Regions from separate parts of the Macaca mulatta genome. Here region 2 is linked to region 1. A link is a contact called in public Hi-C data. All regions are on one chromosome and are shown on one strand. Each heading gives the region's core, a stretch centred on a gene start, on an enhancer-like site or on the middle of the called end of the contact. The rest is flanking DNA. Distances are from core to core; before and after follow the strand shown.

Region 1 (5,419 bases), core at 346-2,845:
AAAAAGAAAGAAAGAAAGAAAAAAAAATTAGCTGGGTATGGTGGCACATGCGTGTAGTCCCAGCTACTCGGGAGGCTGAGGCAGAAGAACCACTTGAACCCGGGAGGCGGAGGTTGCAGTGAGCTGAGATTGTGCCACTGCACTCCAGCCTGGACAACAGAGCGAGACACCATGTCAAAGTAAATAAATAAATAAAATAAAAAAGAAATGGAGAGAGTAGACATCCTTTGTCTTATTTTATTCCTAATCCTAGAGGAAAAGCATCTCATAATTCACTATTAAGTATGATGTTACCTGTATCTATGGTCTTTTGACATGTCTCTATCAAATTTTGACCACTTCCTTACTTTTTGGCAGCACAAAATATTCCAGGCCCGTCTCCTGCTCTCCCTGCCCTAACCCTGTAATCAGCCATTTTTCAAGGAGCTCTGGCTGCTTTTATTAACAGGTAACATTTAAAATAGTTTCTGCTGGGTGTGGTGGCTCATGCCTATAATCCCAGAACTTTGGGAGGCTAAGGCAGGAGGATCATTTGAGGACAGGAGTTTGAGACCAGCCTGGGCAACATAGTGGAACTCTATTGCTATAAAAATAAAATAAAGTAAAAAATAGCTAGGCATGGTGATGTGCACCTGTAGTCCTAGCTACTCAGGAGACTGAGGTGGGCAGGTTGTTTGAGCCCAGGAGTCCTAGGCTGCAGTAAGTTATGACTGCACCACTGCACTCCAGCCTTGGTGACAGAGGGAGACCTTGTCCAAAAAAAAAAAAAAAAGAAATCAGCTGGGCATGTTGGCTCACACCTGTAATCCCAGCACTTTGGGAGGCTGAGGTGGGTGGATCACTTGAGGTCAGGAGTTCAAGACCAGCCTAGTCAACATAGTGAAACCCCGTCTCTACTAAAAATACAAAAATTAGCCAGGCGTGGTGGCGGGTGTCTGTAATCCCAGCTACTTGGAAGGCTGAGGCAGGAGAATTGCTTGAACCTAGGAGGTGGAGGTTGCAGTGAGCCGAGATTGCACCACTACACTCCAGCCTGGGCAACAGAGTGAGACTGTTTAAAAAAAAAAAAAAAAATCACAAAAGCTCCCAAATAGCAAGACAGTTATCTTTTACAAAAGAACATTACCTGTCCTAGCTGAAGTTTTGTAGTGGAATAATTGTTGCCTATTCCTTGTATTTTTCCACCTTCATCACAGCTTATGAAGGGGCAGAGGGGAGATAGATCATTTGGAGCCAGTGAGAATGAGAGTTGTAACTACCATGCTGCAAATGTTTACTGGGAGCCCCTGTGCTTTTTATGTGCTTTATGTGAATTTGTAACTTCACCTCCCACAACTACTCAATGGGGGTGTGGTACTTCCTCTCTCTTGTCTTTCCCCCAACCTTCCAGCTATTCTGTTTCAGAGTTGCATGTGATTCACTACTGATCTGTGCTCTGATTGTCATGAGTCACCACGAGGTGGTAGCTGCTCATGTAGCCTGACTGTGAGGAGGACCTAGATTGAGGAACTTAGCTACAGAAATAGGCTTGTTTTCTTCTAAAGTTGAACTCTGCCGGCTATAGCTTAGTGTTTATAAGCTGTTTGCCCGTTAAGCCCTCCTGCTCCCTAGGGATCATGTGTAGGAACAAGAAACACATTAGATCATTGCTCCATAAAATGTTAGATTATTCAAAATATTATTTTTCAGGTGAGGTCAATTTATTGGCCCCTAAAGTAAGTTCCTTGCAAGCTGCTGATTGGAGGGTCAGCTGATGGTGGATCCTTTGGACTTAGTAACAGAGAGTAAGGATGAATGCCTTGAGTTATCTTTAAGTAGTATAAATATGTAGTTAATCCTTTGTAATTTACGTAGTCAGCAATTACTCTTTATAAGTTTAGCTTTGTTTAAGTTGGGAGTTTTTGAAATGGGCTTCCATTAGTAGCCAGTACATAGGTTTCTACATATATAAATACCTTTTCTCCTGTTATCTTTCTTTTGATGTTTCTTCCTAAAATACTTCCTGGGAGATGAGCAGTCTGCTTTTTGGACCCTAGAGGCGCATATATACACAAAGTGTGCATTATCACAGAACACTTAGAAATATAAGGGACACTGGCAGAAAGGTCTCCCAGACGTCATCTTAGGAGCCCAGAGTATATCACAGGGAATAGGTTTGATGACTTTGCTGAAAATTGCCCTCTAAGTATGTTCTGTCGGTAGGGTCTGGGTGCCAGACATTATTTGCCTCTCTGGACTTTGGCTTTATGGCAGAACTCACTATGTTAGCTTTTGAAACAAGGTTCTCACTTCCTTCACTTCTTTTTTTTTTTTTTTTTGAGACGGAGTCTCACTCTGTCGTGCAGGCTGGAGTGCAGTGGCCGGATCTCAGCTCACTGCAAGCTCCGTCTCCCGGGTTTACGCCATTCTCCTGCCTCAGCCTCCCAAGTAGCTGGGACTACAGGCGCCCGCCACCTCGCCCAGCTAGTTTTTATTTTTATTTTTTGGTATTTTTTAGTAGAGACGGGGTTACACTTTGTTAGCCAGGATGGTCCTGATCTCCTGACCTCGTGATCCGCCCATCTCGGCCTCCCAAAGTGCTGGGATTACAGGCTTGAGCCACCGTGCCCGGCCAACTTCCTTCACTTCTTAGACTTTGGGCCTTCAGAAGCTTTTTAAAGTTTGTCACTTGCATTCCTTTAAAGCAGTGGGCAGGATACTGGAAAAGATGACCTGTGGCAGTGATTGGGGGTCTGGGACCCAGGCTGCCTGAATGCTTTAGTTAGGCCTCTGCTTCCCAACCATTTGAGGTTTTGATCTCATTAAGAATCTCTATAAAGAGAAGGAAGGAAGTTGTTTTTAGCAACCATCATTTCCTTGTCTTAAAGTGACACTACTGAACCTCAAACACTGAAACTAGGTTGCAGCATTTGTATTTGATACTGTTGTGAGTGATACTGTTTACTTGGCATTCTTGAAGTTACTCTCTGCAGATGCAACAAATTTGTCTTTGCTTGGCAATTCCTAACACAGCCATCTTATCCAACCCTGGGTATCTCTTAACTAGCTTTGGAAGTATTTCCCAGAAAGAGAGTTACAGAAACGTCCTCTCACCTGCTTGTTGGCCCTTGAGTCCAGACATATTTCTTTAGGAAGACAGGTGGCCCTTCTCCAACTTGCTATACTACACATTGTGAGGACTGTATTCATTCTAGTACTGCTATAAATAAATACCTGAGACTGGGTGATTTATAAAGAAAAGAGGTTTAATTGGCTCATGGTTCTGCAGGCTGTATGGGTAGCATGGCTGCAGAGGCCTCAGGAAACATTTAGTCGTGGTGAAAGGGGAAGCAGGCATGTCTTCACATGGCCGGAGCAGGAGAGAGAGAAAGTGGGGCAGTGCTATACACTTTTAAACAACCAGATCTCACGAGAACTCACTATCATGAGAACAGCAAGGGGGAAATCCGCCTCCATGATCCAGTCACCTCCTCCAGTGTTGGGGATTACAACTCAACATGAGATTTGGTGGGGACACAAATGCAAACCATATAGGGACTATGAGAGGAGACAAGAAGTGGGAAATGACTATTGCAGAGATATGAGATCTGGAATACCTTAGAGAGAAGAGAATTCACGCTACTCTAGTACCTGCCCAGGTGTGTTGTTTAACACTTTATCTGGGAGCAGGCCACCTGCAGCTTCTGAGGAGGGTAGGCGTGTATTCTTGGCCTCCCTCTTCCTCTTTTGGATTAAAAGCCAAACCAGCTAGGTGTTGGGCTACTTGTGTTCTTGTGTTTGGCACTGAGGGTTCATGTGGTGGGATGTAGCAAGGCAAACATTGAGCAGTGTGTGCAAAAGGAAGTGTTGTGCAGTGGGTGCCTGTGGCTACAAGGGAGAGGGGGACTGATCGGCTGTGGTGATGATGAAAAGTCAGTGATGTGCTTTTAGAGATTTTCCACAAAGGGCCTTGGTATAAACATGGAGGAGTGTTTCCAGCCTGGCTTTTGTCTCGTACCTAAAGATTAGAGATAATGGAGGGGATAGAGTCTAAGTATGTGTTTCATTCCATTTAATAGGCACTGTAGACTCAGACAGATTTGAGTTTTAATCTAGGCATTACTACTTATTGGTTATTTAATTATAGAAAAGTTACTTAACTTTTCTGAGTCTTGGATTCATCATCAGTAAAGTGAATGTAAGGTTTTTTTTAGGATTAAATGAAATAATATGAATAAAATGCCTAGCATGGTACCAGACATTCATTAGGTGCCCAAACTAGTATTCGAGTTTGTTTCCCCTTCATTTACTGTGCTTTTCCAGTTTGTTTACTCAACAGAATATTGAGCACTTCCTGTGTATCAGTTACTGTGTTGGGGACATCAGCTGGAGGAGAATGTGCTCCTTGCTCCTAGTCTGATGAGTTAGTTCATTATTGAAGCTAATGTTCTGTGAGCAGTGATGGTGGCATGCAGAGAAGTGAGGCATCCTGTTCAAACTCAGGAGTCAGAGAAGACTGCCTAGGTCATGTTGCAGCTGATTTTTTTAAGTTGGGTGAAGAAGAAGAAAGGGCTCCAGGGACAGCACTTGTAAGGGAATGAAGAGCTGAGCTAGCTTGATGCACGTGGGAATCAATAGTGGGGCTGTTTTTCAGGGGGACCAGCCTGAGTTTTCATTTCCTTAGGCATTCTCCTATCACTTTGGTATGTCTGTTGTGTTGCATTGGTGGGGAAGATGTGGATTCCTGAAAGAGGACTAAGTGAGGGTTTGTGAATATGTTGAGTGTACATAATACACATGCATGTGTGCGTGTAGTCTTGTGAAGTGATTGGCAGGATTTGACTTTTCCCTTTGTCTCTATGCTTCTCTACCATAAGCAAACTCTGTAATTGTTCCAAGCACGGTATTTCCATAGCTTGGACTTGTGTGGTGGTCCATTTTCTGTCACCTCATTTTGAGGTAACTGGCTTCAAAATCCAGTTTTAGCATTTATGCTGTTCTTAGCCCACTATCATTTTGAATATTGGCAGTGCTGCGTTGTGATTTTTTGTACTCTCCTTGAGAAAGAGTCCATGTAGGTCAGCCTTTGCAGGTAAAGAGGGCGACATCCCGTGGCTTCTGCAGTCTGTCTGTTGGTGGTATTCATTCGTAGCTGTAGACAGGAATCTTAGATCTTCCTTGGCCATTACTCTGTTAATCAAAATACAAGGTAGTCTCTCAATTTTTGCGTTTTAAATATTACTTAAGTGAAAAAACCATCTCTCTTAGGGCTGGGTTCAGTGGCACAGGTTTGTAATCCCAGTTTATGGGGAGGCTGAGATGGGAGGATCACTTGAGGCCAGGAGTTGAGACCAGCCTGGGCAGCATAGTGAGATACTGCCACTCCCTATCTTAACAATAACAAAAAAAATCAACTGTGTGTGGTGGTGCATGCCTGTGG
Region 2 (5,194 bases), core at 2,611-5,110, 120 kb after region 1:
AAAACTACAAAAAATTAGCTAGGCGTGGTGGCAGGTGCCTGTAATCCCAGCTACTCAGGAGGCTGAGGCAGGAGAAACACTTGAACCTGGGAGGCAGAGGTTGCAGTGAGCCGAGATCACGCCATTGCACTCCAGCCTGGGCAATGAGAGTGAAACTGCATCTGAAAAAAATAAAAAAAAATTATGTAAAGCAGACTTGAGAAAAAAAAAATTCCAGGGACAGAGAGGGATATTACATACTAATAAAAAGTCCAATCTTTTATCTACCAAGAAGACATAGCAATTCAATGTATCAAGAAGACACAACAACTCTAAATGTGTATACATAAAACAGCAGAGCTGCAAAGCATGTGAAGCAAAAACTGATCAAACTGGAAAGAGAAGTAGACAAATCCACAATTCTAGCTGGAGACTCCAACACCCCTTCATCAACAGTTGATAGAATAAATAGAGAGAAATAGAACAATATAGAAAAACTCTAGCACCATCGACTAACTGGAGCTAATCAACACCAACAGAACATGGTACCCAACAACAGCAAACATACATTCTTTTCAAATGTCTACAAAATATTTATCAGATACACCATATCCTGGGGCATAAGACAAACCTCAACAAATTTAAAATAATTGAAATCATATAAGTAGATCCTCTGACTGCAGTGGAATCAAACTAGGAACCGCTAACAAAAAGATAGCAAGAAAATCTCCAAACACTTGATAACTAAACAACATGCTTCTATATAATCCATGGGTTAAGACTCAAGGGAAATAAAAACTACATTGAACTGAATTAAATGAAAACATAACATACCAAAATCTACGGGACATGGCTAAAGCATTACTAGGAGGGTAATTTATAGCATGAAATAATTACATTAGAAAAGAGGGAAATGGAAAAAGATGTTTCTTTAGTAAGATAGAAAGATATCCAGCCCAGCACTTTGGGAGGCCGAGACGGGTGGATCACGAGGTCAGGAGATCAAGACCATCCTGGCTAACACGGTGAAACCCCGTCTCTACTAAAAAATACAAAAAACTAGCCGGGCGAGGTGGCGGGCGCCTGTAGTCCCAGCTACTCGGGAGGCTGAGGCAGGAGAATGGCGTAAACTTGGGCGGCGGAGCTTGCAGTGAGCTGAGATCCGGCCACTGCACTCCAGCTTGGGCGACAGAGCGAGACTCCGTCTCAAAAAAAAAAAAAAAAAAAAAAAAAAAAAAAAAAAAAAGATATCCAGGACATAGTGTTAGGTGGGAAAAGTAAGGTGCGGAGCAGTAACAGAGTATGCTACATTTGTATAAGAAAGGGTGGGTGTGGCTGGGCGCGGTGGCTCACACCTGTAATCCTAGCACTTTGGGAAGCAGAGGCGGGCGGATCACGAGGTTAGGAGTTCAAGATCAGCCTGACCAACATGGTGAAACCCGGTCTCTACTAAAAATACAAAAAGTAGCCGGGCATGGTGGCGTGTGCCTGTAATCCCAGCTACTCAGGAGGCTGAGGCAGGAGAATCGCGTGAACCTGGGAGGTAGAGGTTGCAGTGAGCCGAGATTGCGCCACTGCACTCCAGCCTGGGCAACAGAGCTAGACTCGGTCTCAAAAGAAAAAAAGAAAAAAGGGCAGGCAGAACGCTTATATACTGCTGGTGGGTGTGTAAATTAGTTCAACCATTGTGGAAAACAGTTTGGCCATTCCTCAAAGACCTAAAAACAGAACCATCATTCAACCCAGCAATCCCGTTCCTGGCTTTATAAACCCAAAGCAATGTAACACACACACTCATATGTTCATTGAGGCACTAGTCACAATAGCAAAGACATAGAATCAACCTAAATGACCATCAGTGATAGACTGGATAAAGAAAATGTGGGACATATACACCATGGAATACTATGCAGCCATAAAAAAGAATGAGATCATGTCCTTTTCAGGAACATGGATGGAGCTGGAGGCCATTATCTTTAGCAGACTAATGCAGCAACAGGAAACCAAATACCACATGTTCTTACTTATAAGTGGGAGATAAATGATGAGAACACATGGACTCATAGAGGGGAACAACATACACTGGGGCCTATCAGAGGGTGGAGGGTGGGAGGAGGGAGAGGATCAGGAAAAATAACTAATGGGTACTAGGCTTAGTATCTGGGTTATGAAAAAATCTATACAATAAACCCCCATGATACAAGTTTACCTATGTAACAAACTTGCACTTTACCTGTGGATGTACCATAAAAGTTAAAAAAAAAAAAAAAAAAAAAAAAAGAGCCAGCCGCGGTGGCTCACGCCTATAATCTCAGCACCTTGGAAGGCTGAGGTGGGTGAATTGTTTGAGCTCGGGAGTTCACAACCAACCTGGGCATTATGGTGAAAACCCATCTCTACTAAAATTACAAAAATTAGCCAGGCATGGTGGTGTGCATCTGTAGTCCCAGCGACTCGGGAAGCTGAGGTGGGAGGATCGCTTGAGCCCGGGAGGTGGAGATTGCAGTGAGCCGAGATCACGCCACTGCACTCCAGCCTGGGTGACAGAGCGAGACCTTGTCTCAAAAAAAAAAAAAAAAAAAGGTTGGGGGGGAACCAGAAAAGACATTTGTATTTGCTAAATTCTGCATAAAGAAACGCTGAAAGGATACGTGAACAATAAAAGTGCTTACCCACAGGATCTAACAGGAGGTGCGGGGGGAGAGGGCTGGAAAGAGTGGAGTGGATGGGGGTGACGGTGGGAACAAGATTTCTCCGTCTATGTTTGGTTATATTGCCATGATTTGTTGAACTTTATAATCTATTACCTATTTAAAACAATAAAATATTATTGTTAAAAAAATTTTTGGCCGGGCGGGGTGGCTCACGCCTTTAATCCCAGGACTTTCGGAGGCCGAGGCAGGTGAATCACGAAGTCAGGCGATCGAGACCATCCTGGCTAACACGGTGAAACCCCGTCTTTACTAAAAATGCAAAAAATTAGCCGGGCATGGTGGCGGGCGCCTGTAGCTCCAGCTACTCGGTAGGCTGAGGCAGGAGAATGGCGTGAACCCAGGAGGTGGAACTGGCAGTGAGCCGAGATCGCGCCACTGCACTCCAGCCTGGGCAACAGAGCAAGACTCCGTCTAAAAAAAAAAAAAAAAAAAAAAAAAAAAAAAAAAAAATTGAGCATAAGGAAAATGTGGTCCACAATCTTTCCACCAGATCATTCTTTTCCACCTTTCAAAAGTAACAGTACATTATTAGAACATTCCAAATCAATGTAGAGAAGTGTAAAATTGAAGAGTAAATCTCCACTTTCTCAGAGTTCCAGGGTAATCTGTACGTTTCTTATATTTTCTTCCAGAAAAGCACCTATTTATATGATTTATCCTGGATGAGCTGTTCGTGTTTCCTCATTAACAGTATGTCTTGACCGTGTCATTATGTGTACCAATTTTCAGTATTTGCTATAATATGTGTAATTATTTATCTATTGATGGGCATTCAGGTTGCCTCTAGTTTTTCGAAAAAATAAATGTTTGTTTTGCTATTACCAATAATGCCCTAACAGTCAGTGTTGTTTAAACATTGTAAAATTACAAATTCATTTTGAACTTAGAAGTAAAAATGACGCATTTGTGTCTTTTGTAAAATTCGATAGTTTTGCATGATGCCAGACGTCTTTTCCCCAAGAGACATTTTAAAACACCTTTGTAAGCAGAAAGAGAGTGAAAGGCAAAGTCTCATCTTAAGCTCTCCCCCCACTCCCCTACCCCCAGACGCCCCTCCCCCGCACCCTGGAGTCTCCGAGGGAAGGTGGTGCTGGAATGGAATGTTACTTTTTAAATACCAAGGGTTTGGGCTCTAATTGCTACTAGCCCAGAGAGATAAAATGCTTTGCCCTAAACGAGGCCTGGGACCCGGCTCCTTGCCCTGTCCCCAAGCCCAGCTCTTCTGAGCAGCGCTGTACCTCCAGTCAGGCCCTAGGGAATCTCAGTCTGATGCTCAATTTTCCTGTCTCATCGCAGCTCTTTTCTGCCCTCCGCTGGAAGGTCTGAAGAGTGACTCAAATCTGCTCCTTAGGCTCTGGCGCCCTCTGCTGGCTTGATGATTCACGGCAATCCTTAAAAGATGGTCGGAACTACATGCAACGATTCCCGCTCCTCACTGCCATATGGGGAAACTGAGACAGCAAGTGGGGAAGTGATTTGGTCAAGAAATCAAAGCAGGCCGGGAGCAGTGGCTCACGCCTGTAATCCCAGCACTTTGGGAGGCCTAGTCAGGCGGATCCCTCGAGCTCAGGAGTTCGTGACCAGCCTGGGCAACATAGCGAAATCCCATCTCTTAAATAAATAAATAAATAAATAAGCGCGCCTGTAGCCCCAGCTAGTCGGAAGGCTGAGATGGGAGGATGACCTGGGCCCAGGAGGTGGAGGTCGCAGTCAGCCGGGATAGCACTACTGTACTCCAACCTGAGCGACAGAGTAAGACCCTGTCTCAAACAACAACAACAATAGCAACAACAGCAACCACTCAAATAATCTCCTAGGATCAGGATTTGGACCTTCTGACCCTTCATCCAGCACTGTTTCCAGCACACCATTGTTGGAAGGAATGGAGAAGGCACAGAGTTGTCATCCACTGGGGCGGTATGCCTTTCTAGCTAATCAGGCGGAAACCCCTGGACTGGAGAAGCAAATGCTCAGCTGAGCTCGTCCTTTGCTGTGCTCAGAAGCAGTGGGCCCTGCTGCCCCCTCTGGGATGCTTCATTCCTCCCCTCTGCACATGGATGGGTTTAATAATGCCCTCGGCATAGGCTGCGTGTCCCCAAATGCCATTATTTGTAGGCACTTTTATGTATTTTTACCATATCTGTGTACCACCTGCACTACTATAATTATTTTATTTTATTTTATTATTTATTTATTTATTTATTTTTTGAGACGGAGTCTCACTCTATCACTCAGGCTGGAGTGCAATGGCGCAGTCTCGGTTCCCTGCAACCTCCGCCTCCCAGGTTCAAGCGATTCTCCTATCTCAGCCTTCTGAGTAGCTGGAACTACAAGTGCCCACGACCACACCCAGCTATTTTTTTTTTTTTTTTCCCGAGACAGAGTTTCATTCTTGTTGCCCAGGCTGGAGCGCAATGTGTGATCACGGCTCACTGCAACCTCCACTTCCTGGGTTCTGGAGATTCTCCTATCTCAGCCTCCTGAGTAGCTGGGATTACAGG

What was found. Hi-C and Micro-C count contacts between places; a contact is called where the count stands out from the background.
Region 2: a contact with region 1 is called in a Hi-C map of blood, with 6 times the contacts expected there. The contact joins two enhancer-like sites. A contact is called at or near these places in 9 of 14 Hi-C or Micro-C datasets (CD4 T cells, blood, cortical neurons and 5 more).

Annotation. Positions count from the first base shown.
Region 1 is chr12:123,971,291-123,976,709 of T2T-MMU8v2.0, forward strand. It overlaps TTLL4 (tubulin tyrosine ligase like 4), which reads left to right. Exons shown (of 20, transcript XM_077957616.1): 2 at 358-448. Among named protein-coding and RNA genes, the nearest start is that of TTLL4, 23 kb to the left of the region's middle. Within about 2 kb of position 1,596, at least 4 of the 40 cell types and tissues checked have an H3K27ac peak or open chromatin away from gene starts, as enhancers often do.
Region 2 is chr12:124,086,736-124,091,929 of T2T-MMU8v2.0, forward strand. No RefSeq gene overlaps it. Among named protein-coding and RNA genes, the nearest start is that of PRKAG3, 13 kb to the left of the region's middle. Within about 2 kb of position 3,861, at least 3 of the 40 cell types and tissues checked have an H3K27ac peak or open chromatin away from gene starts, as enhancers often do.